Regions from separate parts of the Mus musculus genome. Here regions 1 and 3 are each linked to region 2. The links are chromatin contacts, called in public promoter capture Hi-C maps. All regions are on one chromosome and are shown on one strand. The core of a region is the stretch at or near the end of the contact, and the rest is flanking DNA. Distances in the headings are between cores, read along the strand shown.

Evidence for each region. Promoter capture Hi-C pulls out the DNA fragments that hold promoters and counts their contacts.
Region 1: a promoter capture Hi-C map of cranial neural crest shows a contact between it and region 2. The contact joins the promoter of H4c6 here to the promoter of Vps41 in region 2. A contact is called at or near these places in 2 of 39 promoter capture datasets (cranial neural crest and liver).
Region 3: a promoter capture Hi-C map of pre-B cells shows a contact between it and region 2. The contact joins the promoter of Arid4b here to the promoter of Vps41 in region 2. A contact is called at or near these places in 2 of 39 promoter capture datasets (liver and pre-B cells).

What each region holds. Positions count from the first base shown.
Region 1 is chr13:23,549,119-23,553,663 of GRCm38.p6, reverse strand. It overlaps H4c6 (H4 clustered histone 6), which reads left to right and starts at 1,996. Exons shown (of 1, transcript NM_175655.3): 1 at 1,996-2,378. The coding sequence starts at 2,021. The coding sequence ends at 2,332.
Region 2 is chr13:18,715,195-18,719,790 of GRCm38.p6, reverse strand. It overlaps Vps41 (VPS41 HOPS complex subunit), which reads right to left and starts at 2,499. Exons shown (of 29, transcript NM_172120.4): 1 at 2,455-2,499. The coding sequence starts at 2,475.
Region 3 is chr13:14,060,957-14,065,101 of GRCm38.p6, reverse strand. It overlaps Arid4b (AT rich interactive domain 4B (RBP1-like)), which reads right to left and starts at 1,318. Exons shown (of 24, transcript NM_194262.2): 1 at 1,070-1,318; 2 at 223-277. The coding sequence starts at 228. Ggps1 (geranylgeranyl diphosphate synthase 1) reads left to right here and starts at 1,614. Exons shown (of 4, transcript NM_010282.3): 1 at 1,614-1,896.

The DNA of each region.
Region 1 (4,545 bases), core at 747-3,246, 4.8 Mb before region 2:
AAATCCCTAAGAGGTGTGAGAACAGTGAAACTTATGGCTTCGTCCTCTTCTCTCAATTTTGTGTTAGATAAGCAAATATACACACATACACACAAATGCACACCATTACTATAGTAACAGGTGAGAGATTACAGCCTCATGAGGTATTCTACAGGGAGACACATTCTTGGGTATTCTAATACCTAGAGACTTTCAAATCTACAGGAAAGGGTGGTTGTATAAAATAAAAATCAACCTGGTTGTGGTGGTCCATGCCTTTAATCCGAGTACCTGGGAGGCAGAAGCAGGTAGATCTCTGAAATTAAGGACTATCTACAGAGCAAGTTCCAGGACAGCTATGGCTACATGAAGAAACCAAGCACTGTTTCAGAAGGAAAATAATAGGGCTAATAAATAGGTAGCAAGAAAAGAAATATATAAAGAGAAGAAGGCAACTTTAGGCTGAAATAATAAGTAACAGGAAAACAATCATAATAGATGGGGAAGAAGACAAATTTAAGACAAATGTGCTCAAAATATCTATAAAAATTAGAGCTATCAATTTTATATCCCTTTCTGTTGACATTACATGAAGATACTGGCAACTTGGAACTCACATCCAAGTACAAAAGAGTATGTATTAAGTTCATTTTCTAAAATGGGAGCCTTTAAATATTTAAAAACCCCCCTCCCACTTCTCTCTCCCCTCTGTAACACCTTTTAACTGTGTGTGGAAGCTAAATAGCATCTTGCATACTTGAGGAGTATTCTAAGTCCTCGATTTTTTAGAAAAGCCCATTCTCCAATGTGCAAATACATCCCCATCTACAGTCTAGATAACTGAAACTGTGCTCAACAAGTTTCAGGGCAAGGTCAATGCAATTGGGATATGGCTGCTTCACTGGGGTACTTACTAGGCAGCAGGAAGGAATATGCTGAGCTGATGTCATGTCACACTTCACAGCCTGAACTTAGTTTCCCTTAAGTGACCTTTGAGTTCCTTGGGTGGGGGAGAGGAATCCACTGTGCTATTTAACCCCACTGTACTCACACTAGTTTTGGCATTCTGGTATGTACAGAGTGAGTGGGGTGAGGACTGGTGATTTTCTGGAAAGAAGCATAGAAAAGTTCTGTGGGGTAATTGGGATAAGCACATCCTGAGTACATGGTAGTTACTTTTGTTTTTTTGTTTTTTTGGGTTTTTTGTTTGTTTGTTTGTTTCTCTACCATTATCATAGAAACGTCTCACACAAGCAATAGCCAAAGCACATCTTCAAGATGGCCTCTCTCTACACAAGGATGGGGCTCAAACCAGTACTACAGAGGCTAAAAAGAAAACGGTGGCTACCGGTCATGAAACACAAAAGTCCTCCCCAGCAACAATAGCGTTTATTAAAAAGATTAGATCTTCAACTCTGAGCAAGTCTCCATCTTTCCAGGCCAGCCTGGTCTACAGAGTGAGTGCCAGGACAGCCAGGGCTACACAGAGAAACCCTGTCTCGAGAAAAAAAAAAAAAAAAAGGGAAGCAGTATATATTCAATCAATACTAGTGCCCTTTGTAGACTTGAAAACAGAGCTATGTGCAAGCCTCTGAGAAATGCAAAGAGCTTCATAAGTGAGATTTAATAATGCTTGCAAAATTTTAGAAGTTACATTTTCGTAAATCTTCCACCTAAAAGATAACCTTACTGTACTATATCCGGTTTTGTAGATAAGTGTATGGATAACAACCTCCTTTTTAAAAATGATGAGTGGCTGGGAGAATTATAAACTATCGGTTGTCAGAACCTACAAGTACGCTCCTGAAGGACACAAACTAGTGACTAAGAACTCCAAGAGAAAAGCGGAAAACTCATATTCCCCTCGCCACAGGGGCTGTGCCTTCCGCCTAGCAATAGGATTCAGCCAGTGAGTTAGAGGGGCGGATACAGAATCACCTTCCCGCCCGCGCCTTTTCAGTCCTCTAAAAGGTCCGCATTCGCCATATATATACCAGCTGTAGAGGGCGCTTAAGGAATTTCAACTCAGTGCTCCATAGCCATGTCTGGTCGTGGTAAGGGAGGAAAAGGCCTGGGCAAAGGCGGCGCTAAGCGCCACCGTAAGGTTCTTCGCGATAACATCCAGGGCATCACCAAGCCCGCCATCCGCCGCCTGGCCCGGCGCGGAGGAGTGAAGCGCATCTCCGGTCTCATCTACGAGGAAACCCGCGGTGTGCTGAAGGTGTTCCTGGAGAACGTGATCCGCGACGCCGTCACCTACACGGAGCACGCCAAGCGCAAGACCGTCACCGCCATGGACGTGGTCTACGCGCTCAAGCGCCAGGGCCGCACCCTCTACGGATTCGGCGGTTAAGCTCACCTGGAGCTTCTTTCTCAAAGGCCCTTTTCAGGGCCACCCACTTTGTCATAAAAAGCTGTTTGCATTTCTCGACTTGTAATTGTTCTGTCCCTAAAGTTCAAAATGGCGGCTGAGACTTTTCAAAAGGTAAATCTAGGCAATGAAAGTGCTTCCCCAGTAGTTTGTAGTAATTATAACACATCAAATCCAGACAAGGTCTACTGCTTTCTCCCAGTGCTTAAGCTGAGTCTTATTCCCTTGAAGGTGCTAAATACAAAGGGCAAAAGATACTTTTGAAGAGATGATGAACAAAATTCTTAGGCCTAAAGAGCTGTTTTAACCTGTGTGCTCTTTCCCCTGTATCCTTGATTACAACCCTAACGTTTCACTTCTGGGCTAAAGCTCAAGGCTGCCAGCTCTTCCTGACAACGTTGCTCCAGAGGGAAAACTCCATTACTAGTTAACAGACTGGTTCATATTTTTTAAGTGGCCTTATTACTTAGCAACTTAGACTTGTTACCCTGCTATGAGCCAGGCTTTCCACATTGAGAAGGATTCGACTACTAAATGGCTTGTTGACTTCCAAATTTACAGCTCCTGCTATACATGAGATCACAACCACTCCCGCAGTCAAAATGATGGGCCCAAAAGCACACTAGTGACCCTATATTCCTAACTTAGCAATATCAAGATTACATGCTTCCTGGCACACATCCTGTTTTTCTCATTCTTCTGTATGCTTTCTGGGTCCTTTTCAAATTATTTTAATGATGAGTTATCTTTTCCCCTGCAGTGTTTTTTAAGCAATTTTAAATAGTTTTCATCTCTTTTGTACAAAAATAAAATTTTCTTAACTGATTATCCTGCATCTAAAAAATAAAACCCAAACTCCTGTGTTTTATCTGACATCTGTCTTGCCTCTATGACCTCATCCATAACCATGAATTATACTCCCAACTAGACTGAACAACACATCTTTTCTTCCAAATGAAATTTCCATCTGTACACGTGTGGTTTGTTCTCATAAGAATGTAATGTCTTTTTCAACCTTCACCTTTCTACCTGAACCAAGTACTGCCAGTGCCAATTATAGAACCTAACACACAGCAATTACTTAGTATGAATAAAATTAAAAGCTATAAAGACAAAATTGACTTTCCTCTAAATATCTGCAACAATTAGATTTGATTAATTATTTGATCAAGAATACCCATATAACAGTTACAAACAAAGCCTTAGCTTTGGAGAAAAGTACCTTTGAAATCTTCTCAGCCTAGTAGATTTTAAACATAATCTGTAAACAATTCACCATCTAAAACTTACTAGAAAGAGCTTGCTTTCAGAAAACCTCAACTTCAGTTCTAAGCAGCAGGCTGACTCTAGACAAATCGCTTGCTTCTCTGTCTGAAGCTTTTCTCTGAGTCCACATTCTAGACATAACATCCACTTTTATGTTTGATACATCAATATTATTATTTATAAATTTTGTACAGTGTAGTGAAACTCAGTTTATTCCCCACAAGCCTAGACAAGGGCACACAGTACAAGAAGAAAATCTGAAAGTATCACTTAGAGTATATACTTAGTTTACTCTGGGTCTGATAAGGCAAACAGGACGGGCAGGCAACTAGTAAGGAGGGAAATGATGGTCCCTGTCATCTATTCTGGGTGTTAGTGTCTGCAGTGTCTGCCACCTATGTTTTTGAACTTGGTAAGCCATTTCACACATTACTATGATGTATCCTGCATAAAATCAATGGTACTGTTTAAGATTTATTTAGTATAATGACAAGCATTAGTTTACAATGGCACCTAACTCAAAAGCAAGTGGCAAAAAGGCTCTCAGGCAAGTCTTGAATTTGTTTGTTGCTTTGCATGTTTCAGGAGGCAGCTGGTGTTTTGTTTTGTTTTGTTTTGTTTTGTTTTGTTTTGTTTTGTTTTTTTCATTTTTCATTTTTTATTTTTTATTTTAATGCATGCAGCCAAAACAGCACATAATTGTTTTGGTTAAAAAGCAAAATACAATAGTTTTTACTGATACAGCATCAAGGTCTCTGCCTGCGTGCTGCAAATCGGTTTTTCTTAGCTACAAAAAGCAATTACACTTTGTCATTACATTGTTACAGCATACTTTATTTTTATTTAGTACACACAACTAACATAACCTAACTGTTTCCCACCATAACATCCAGCTTAGTCCTGTTCTTATTTCTTATTCACATGTTCTC
Region 2 (4,596 bases), core at 1,250-3,749:
TTTTTAGCTTTAAACTGTGGAAACTTTTTATAGCATGTTAACTCAGTGCAGATGTCACCATTTGGGCTATTCATAACATTAAAGTGGAGACTACCATCAAAGAACACAACAGTCAGGAAAGATAAGCCAATGGGCTTAATTTTGAGCTATTCATCTTGGGAGAAATTTTGCACTTACAGGACAGGGTACCAAGAAAATGTTTTGCCTCACTCTGTAATTTGTCATGATAGTTCATTTAAATACACATGCCAACTCCTAACATACCCAGTAAGAAGAAAAAAGGATGTCACGGTTTTCAAATAATATTCAAGGTGCCAAAATATTAGCAGCACCAATCCAGACTTAAAAAAAAAAAAAGAAAAAGAAAAACCTACTCATGTTTAAACTAATGATATGAATATTATTTATTTATATTTTGACATAGCAATTTTTATGAATTCATAAAACAATTTATGAATGTCTGCTTCTTTCTGCAACAGGCAGTAGACTACTGGTCTTTCTCAAGGCTGCCCTGATAGCAATGGAGAAGAATGCATTTCCTAAAAGTACATCAGCTGTGAAAACACTACAGCAGGAATAAGGGCTAAATGGAAAACCATGAAGATGATAAGGGCTATTCCACATCATAAAGTTTTTATATATATATATACACATACATACATATATACACACACACACACACATATATACACACACATATTCATATATAAAATTTAGACAGGTTCTTCAGCATATTTTAAGACACAAGGTAGTGTGAAGAAAATGTGAGCTTTGGAGACATGACACTAAAACATTATAGATGTAAGCATGAGACAGTTCAAACTGACTGCATTTCAATTCATTTCTCTGTAAAATTCAATCATTTAATATATTAAGTATTAAGCAATATCCCAATATCAGCCATCAGTAATGAATAAATATTTATCATGTGGCAAGCAGAAGTGAGAATATACAAGGAGAAATAAAAAGCTTAAGATCATAAGTATTATGTAGACGAACATCAGAAGGTGGTTTCAAAGAATGAGCCACAATCGGAAAGCACACCATCCCAGAGGCCTGAGGACAGTAAGGGAGAAGGCCTTGTAGACGTCAGAGATCATGAAAAGGGGCAGTGTGAGCAAAGGTCCTGCGTGGGTACAGGCCTGGACTGGTTACAGAATAGCAAGAAAGGCAGCATGAGACAGAGTGGCTTACAGAGTCACAGAACCGAGGAAGGGGTGGATACTCAAGGCCCTTTAGGGTGATTACAATATGGGCACTGTTTTACCACAGTTTGGGACAAGAGGATTTAGGACATGGAGGCTGTATATGACTTCCATATCAGAATAAATATTTACCTCACAGAATTCTTTTAGAAGGACCAAATGCCATGTGTGAGGATCTTTTTAAGCTCGAAAGCACTGCACAACTGTGAATCAGGTTATCTGCCTGATTTTCTACATTTTAACATCAGACAGCCTTGGCAAATTCCTCTTCTGCATGAGTGGGAATACAAGGGCTACTCCATATTTCTATCACACTGGGTCTAATCTAAAAACTTAACTTGGATGTTTGTTTTACTACAAAACCACAACTGTATTTCAACGTGAAATGAAAATGCTCAATGTGAAAAGCCACCTTGCAGTAGTCAAACTAAGCAAGGTCTGCTGGGAAGGAAAACTCTTTTGCCTCGGACCTGCACTGCAAAAGACAGTTTGCACAAATGATAGTAAAGAGGCTCTTGTTAACGTAATGACAAAACCCAAATTTTTCCTTGTCAAATTCCGTAACTTTTGGCACACTCAAAATAAAGCACAGATGTGAACAGTAAAAAGTCCACTAGTAAATGTCTCTTAGGACAGTAAACAGAGCATCACCATGCATGTCTTAAGGAACATCACAGAAACTGGCAAGCAGGGCATTTAATATATGAGGGGGAAATATGGTAGATGATACATACATATATATGCTTCTATGTGTGTGTGTGTATACATATATGTATATGCATATACACACATACACATATATACATATACTTAAGGAATCTCTTCCGAGTTTTAGCCTGAGTCTTCTATTTTGTTAGTTTCATTTAATTTTGTCCTTCGCCCTATATCAGAACGTCTGTATGAAAAAAAGGCAATAATTTGTACTCAGCACCTCAATGCCACTTCTCAGCTATAGCTGGACGTTTCCATCTACGTCTTGCCAGCAACGGGAATAATCCTTAAAGCCTTGCATAGCAGTCTACTCTTAACTTGCCTTTTTCAAAAAATCCCATTTAACATAAACCAGAAGGGCTGAGCCCAGGCAAGGCCGGCTCGGACAGAGCGGGTGTGCAAGGCGCTATCCGCGCGGAGAAGGGCCACCCCAACTCGCCCGGTCAGAGCTGCCACGTTCCTGGCACTCCGCGTCCCAGAACCCCTCGCTCGGGTCTCCAGCTCCCGGCTGCCCCGAACTAGTTCTGCCAGCGTTTACCTGCTCCTCTGCTTCCGCCATAGCGCAGCCTGAGAGTCATGTGACATACCCGGAAATAGGAGAAAACAGCCCCTGGGCCACAGCCTACTGGGAAATGTAGTTTTTCCCGCACACTAATCTGGTTCCTTAGCCAGCTCTCATTTTTGCTCAACAGAGACACCACTATATCTATAATTAATGCTAAATTGTTATTTTGTTGTTGGTCTACGTTCTGTTGTTATTGTAGCATTAAGTTCTTTCTATTTCAGGCTCCCGTTTACAGTAAAATTATGAATTATCTCATTTTCTATTTCAGGCTCCCGTTTACAGTAAAATTATGAATTATCTCATTTAGTCCTCCCTGTGATCCCTCCTGTTACCGCCATTAACAGGGGAAAGGATAGTAACTCGGAGATTTCACTAAACTTACCTAAAAAGCCTAGGTTTAGAACCTATCCCTCTCCGAAGTCTAAGACTACTATATCAAATGTTCTTTAGTCTGATATGTTGTTGTGCCTGCCCACTCACTTTTTAAAGTGATAGTGACTATTTATATAAAAAAAAAAAAGTCTACAGTGGAAAGTGAGAAAATAATGTGTATTCCTGCAAAGATTTAGTATCTTGGTACATTAAATTGACATCTTTCATTTTAATTTAAAATTGAATTGTATAGATATTTTGTCTGCATGTATGTCTGTGCACACTTAGGAACCTCGTGTCCTCAGATGTCAGAAAAGCATATCAGATTCCCTGGAATTACAGATACATATATTTGAGAGCTGCCATATAGCTGTTGTGAATCAAATCTGGTCCCCCGTTAGAGAAAAAATAGCAACTGACATATGAATATAGAAAATTATAAATCTCTATTGTTTAATTGCTTCGTAACTCACATTGACTATCTTCAAGATACAATGTCAGATAATAATTTGTAAATGTAATATGAAAAACATCATTTAGAAAACTTGAGCTATCCTATGTTTCAGGACAAAGTAAACTATCTTTCCTATTCTGTGGGAATTCACTCATCTTATCCACTGATAGCCATTGTCTGTTTATTGTCTTAAGCAGCTGGCAACTCACAGAGGGCAGCACAGTTGGCAGACTGTGGCAGATGCCTCAGTGCCCTTTCGTTCCCTGTAATTCCCACTGACAGTAGCCTAGTAGGAAGTCATATTCTTAGTACTCAGCATTTCCCTTAGTCTCTAGATGTTGCTTTCTCAACTCATGGTCTTCAATGACCTGGAAGCCATGACGATGTCATCTTTCAGACTCTTGTCTTCTCCCAAGAGCCTTAATAAACCTCCAGCTCTTCCTGAGGCCCCTCTTCCAGTCTGCGCACCAAGCAGCTAATTTGGACACCCACAACCAAGGGTCCAAGGTCATGTCTGATCGAACAGAATTTTATATATGTTATTAAGCCACTCAGGCCCAAACAGCACTCATGGTGGACTTCAAGCTACTGAAAGACCTTGTTGTGAGAATTTTTTTTTAACTGGCAGGTGCCTAGACAATCTATCTCCTTCTTTCTAAGGTACCAATAACAAACCAAACTTCAGACCCATCAAGCTCCCCTGGGGAACCAATGAGCTTATTGAGCTTACAGAGCATGGGTGAAGGGCTACTGCCTGGAGCACAAGTGGCCCCAAAGCAACCACAATGGAAAGTTTTTACCCTCCCTGGCTGAAGACTTAACCATAACAATACATGGGTTTTCTTTTCCTTGTTTTCCCCTAGCCTAAGTCCTCTAACCTCTCACAGAAACTATGAAGGCACACACAATCAGTACAAAGCTGCATGAGGCTGGCTGTGATGAGAGATTGGGATGAGAGGCTGGTAAGGGTCCAGTGGCTCTCCCTACCTCCTCCTATGAAAGAATGATTGTTTACAAGCAGATGAAGATGGATATTGTTTGATTCAGAAGCTAGTGCTGTGCAACAAGCTCCTGCATAGCAGACACAGAGCAAGCCCTAAGTTTAATTTCCACGGGAAATAGAAGACATCTAAATCTTCTGTTCCTCTGATTGTCTTCACAAACCATCATTTTTCCTTTTCTCATTGTGAACTGGATCCACAGCATCTGGTGAGACTGGCTGTCTCCTGTTTTGATCTGACACAGACATGAAAGAGGAAGACAAAAGCAGGTTTATTACCATGGTTTTC
Region 3 (4,145 bases), core at 69-2,568, 4.7 Mb after region 2:
GGGTGAGGTTATCTCCTAACTGACTCCATAACTTCGAAACACACAGCCTGTGGATGTTCGCTCCAGCTGACCCTGTCAGGGAAAGCTCCACACCGAGCCACTCCACACACACACACACACACACACACACACACACCTGCCTCTGCAAAACTCGCAGGCCTGCTACAGCCCCGACACTTCCTGAATTCGAAAGCCACTCAAACTGGCTAAGTGACGCCTTACCTTCATGGTGACTCTGGGGCCGCGATCCCCACGGCGACACCAGCTTCACCTGCACCTGGAGGGGAAACAAAGACACCGGGTCAGCACCACCGGCACCACCACCACCCCCGCCCCAGGCCGTAGGGGCGGGGGCGGCACCGAGCGGGGCCAGGAGCCCCGAGCAGGCACGCGCCATCCCACCGCCCCTACCGCCCCCACCGCCCGCCGCCCCATTGTCGCGACTCCACGGACTTTTCCCCCGTCCTCCACGATGACGCCATTTCTGTCAGAAGAAAACTCACAACAAGCCCAGGGTCCGGCGCGGCCTGAAGCGCGGCTGCGACCGTCCAAGCCTACGGAACCGCGATGCCCGGAGCCCCCGGACTGAGCCCTCGGTGAACCGGCGGGCCCTTGGGCTGCGGAGGCTCGGCCCCACAGCGTCCGCCCGCGTCCCGCCCGAGCCAAGGCCCACAAGTGGGAGCCGGGACCGGGCACCGAGGACATCCAGCTCCCAGCACGGCGGCCCGAGGCCGCCGGGCCCACGGTGCGGCCCGGGTAGGGCGGCTCCGGCTCGGCGCGGCGGGGGGCGGGGGTCCCAGGAGGCCGAGGCCCCGCTGCGAGCGCCGACTCAGCCCCGTTGCCATCTGCCCCGATGCGCGGCCCGGCCCGGAGCTTCCCCCATAGAAAAGAATGTCCCTACCTCGGGCACAGACGAGGTCTGAGCCCTGCGGCCAGAGCCCCCTGATCCGCCTCCCCCCACCCCCAACACCAGCAGGCCTGTGGGGAGAGAGAGCGAAGGAGCTGCGGGTCCGCCGGCGGCCGGGACTCCGGCTCCGACTCCTCCTCCTCCCGTGGCGGCGACTGGTACCTTTGTTTGGCGGCCGCTCCGGCTCCCTCGCGGGGGGAGGGGGGCGACAAAAAAATCCCTCTCGGACGGAGGTCCGGGCCCCGGTCTCACAGCCCTCCAGAGGAACACGGCGGCCGACCTTCAGCGGCTCCCTCCGGGCAGAAGTCCAGGCGGTGGCCGTCGCGGCGGCAAACTGCGGCTCGAGACTCTCCCTCCGCTCCAGCGCCCGAGCTCCTCACTCCGGACTCGACTGACGGGCAAACATCGCTTTCCCCCCTCTCTGGCCCCCCTGCCCCTTCTCCCCTCCCCTCGGCCCTTTGCCCCTCCCCTACCTCTTTCCCGGATGCCTCTCAGACGACCTAGGATTGGGTAGGATTCTTTGGAGCCCGCCTCTTCCAAGTTTCTATTGGTTTGAGCGATGCAAACAACGACGCCATTTACCCACCAGTTCTATGGAAACAGAAAGTTATCCCTCAATACTTTCTGGGAATTGTAGTCCAGTCTTCTAGGCCAATCGGTAAACTGACGGACATTAGAACTACCAAGACCGCAATGCCCACTTGCCTGCGTTCGACGAGAGAGGGGAGGGGAAGGAGGCGCGGCCATGAGGCAGAGGGGAGGTGGCATACGACGCCTGCGCAGTGTGATAGGGATGGCGTATTTTCTTGCACTGAGTGCTGCGGCGTCGCTGGCCGCTGAGGAGGGCAGAGATTTCTGTGTGAAATAGTGGGAGGGCTCCAAGGAAGCCTCTTGAAGAGCCGCAGTCAGAACAATAAATTGAGAAGTCGATGTGGGCACTGCTAGTCTCGTACCGGCGGCGGCTTCAAGTCTGAGATCATCGTGGAACCGTGAGCAACAGCGCGGTGGCAGGGGGGACCCGGATGGGGAGCGGGGGAGGGGGCGGTACGGAGGAGGAAGCAGTAAGGAGGGAGAGAGGACCCGGATGCTGACCCGGCTCGGAGTGACTGCCGGCCGGGTGCTGGGATGAGGGGAGGCAGAGGAGCTCGGAAAGAGTGGAAGGGCCACCGGTGCAGCGCAGGGAAGAAGCCCGCCTGCGAGCTTATTACAGCTATGCCTGTGTGGAGCCCTTTCTTTTCCTTCAGAGCCATCGCCCCCCGGGGCTTGGAGTCAAAGGTTCTTGCTATGCGCCTAACAGCTGAGCTCGGTGACCCATATCTGTGTCGCTAGTCTCAAGCCAGAGCCGGCCTATTTTAAAAAGAGAGAGAGATACTTTGCATGAAATTTTCAATATTGTATGAATGTTTGATGCTCAGAGTTCACCCTCTGAGATGTTAGAAGTCCTCATGTGGAAAGAGGGGATGTATAACTTCCTGAACGGAAGTCTAGTCAAAATGAAACCTGATAGGAGGACCTTTGGCTTCGAGAGGTATAGAAAGGTTTTCCTGAGAGTGTGAGAACTAAGCTTGACTCAAGAAGCCAGCCAGAGTTACTAAGGGAAGTCCCTAAAGGAAAGGAAACCTGTTTCAGGAAAAAGACTTCCCAGTAGGAAGAACTGAGGCCCAGAGAGGTGAGGTAGGAATTTTGATCCAGTACCCTGGAGACTGAAACAGGATGACCCTGTCTTCAAAAAAGGAAAAAAAAAAAAATTAAAAACAGTTTTTATCTGGTCCAATGGCCCAGTGAACAATAGGATATCTTGGATTCCTAACTTGAATTGCTAAAATGATAACGCACCCAAAAGAAGAGGAAATGCTTAGCATTGTGGTGGTGACAAGTGCTAAGACCAGCCTGATCTACAGTATGAGTTCCAGGCTAGCTTAGGCCACATAGACCCTGTCTCAAGAAAAAAGTATATAGAGGACAATTAGAGAGGCAGCTACAATTGCATTTCTACAGTGGAAACAATCTGTTTGCATAAATACTAATCTACTCTTTGAACAAATTGCTACGAGCTTTTCATTTTGAAAGTGGGAAAATGGTGTCAGATTCAGAGACATTCTGTAGTGACTCCATATAAAACTGAGCTTGTGCCCCTCAGCCATTATTACCTCTTAAATTTAAGTCTAGTACACGAGAAGCCGAAAAGTCTAACTGTGATAAATTGACAGTTGTGGATTTAAAAAAAAAAAAAATTTTTCAAGAGTGTATAGAACTCAAACTGCCTTAGGCTCTTAAGAAAAAAAATACCAAACATTGTTTCTCAGTATTCACAAACATTGAGTTCTCATGTTTACCCCTCCACTGATAATACTATGTGTAAATATTTTGGGGGAAAGAACATTAATGACTCACATGAGTATTGTTAATGTGAGTGAGCAAAGGGAAGAGTGTTTAATTCATCACTGGTAGAGAAATAGGAAAGATTAAGAAAACTTCAGAATTTAAAGGACTCTTAATTTCTGTGCAGACTGTCACTTGCTGTCGACTAAGAGGCAAATTCTTGAAAAGTGACCTCATTATTATAAGTTAGGTCAAATGTGTTTTCCAGGATGCAAACAAGATAGCAGCTGGCTTCTTGCTACCACTCTAGTTGAGAAGAGATGGCTGCTAGCCTTTGGACTTTACCCAAAACCAAAAAAAAAAAAAAAATTTTTTTTTTAACAATCTTCTTCCAGAATGATGTTACCAACATTATCTGCCTCCTTCCTTCTTTGCATCTTCTTTATTGTTCACCTCTAAGAACCAAGCAACATGTCCATGTACCTCATCCCATACCTGCTCTACCACCACCACCCCCATCTCCATGTGGATGACCCTATTCCCCCACCCCAACTTTACCAGACCTCCCCACTCCCTGGGAGAGACCTCAGGTCTCTCCACGGTTAGGTGCCTGCGTCCTCTCTCAATGATTCCAGATCAGGCAGTCCTTTGCTGTATATGTGTCAGGGTGCTCATATCAGCTGGTGTATGCTGCCTGGTTTGTGGCTCAGTGTCTGAGAGTTTGGGGTCCAGGTTAGTTGAGCCGGCTGGTCTTCCTATAAGGTTACCCTCCCTCCTCAGCTTCTTCCAGCTTTTCCCTAATTCAACCACAGGGATCCCCAGCTTCTGTCCATTGTTTGGGTATATCTGCTTCTGTCTCTTTCAGCTGCTTGTTGGGTGTCTCTGAGGGCGGCCATGCTAGGCTCCTTCTGTAAGT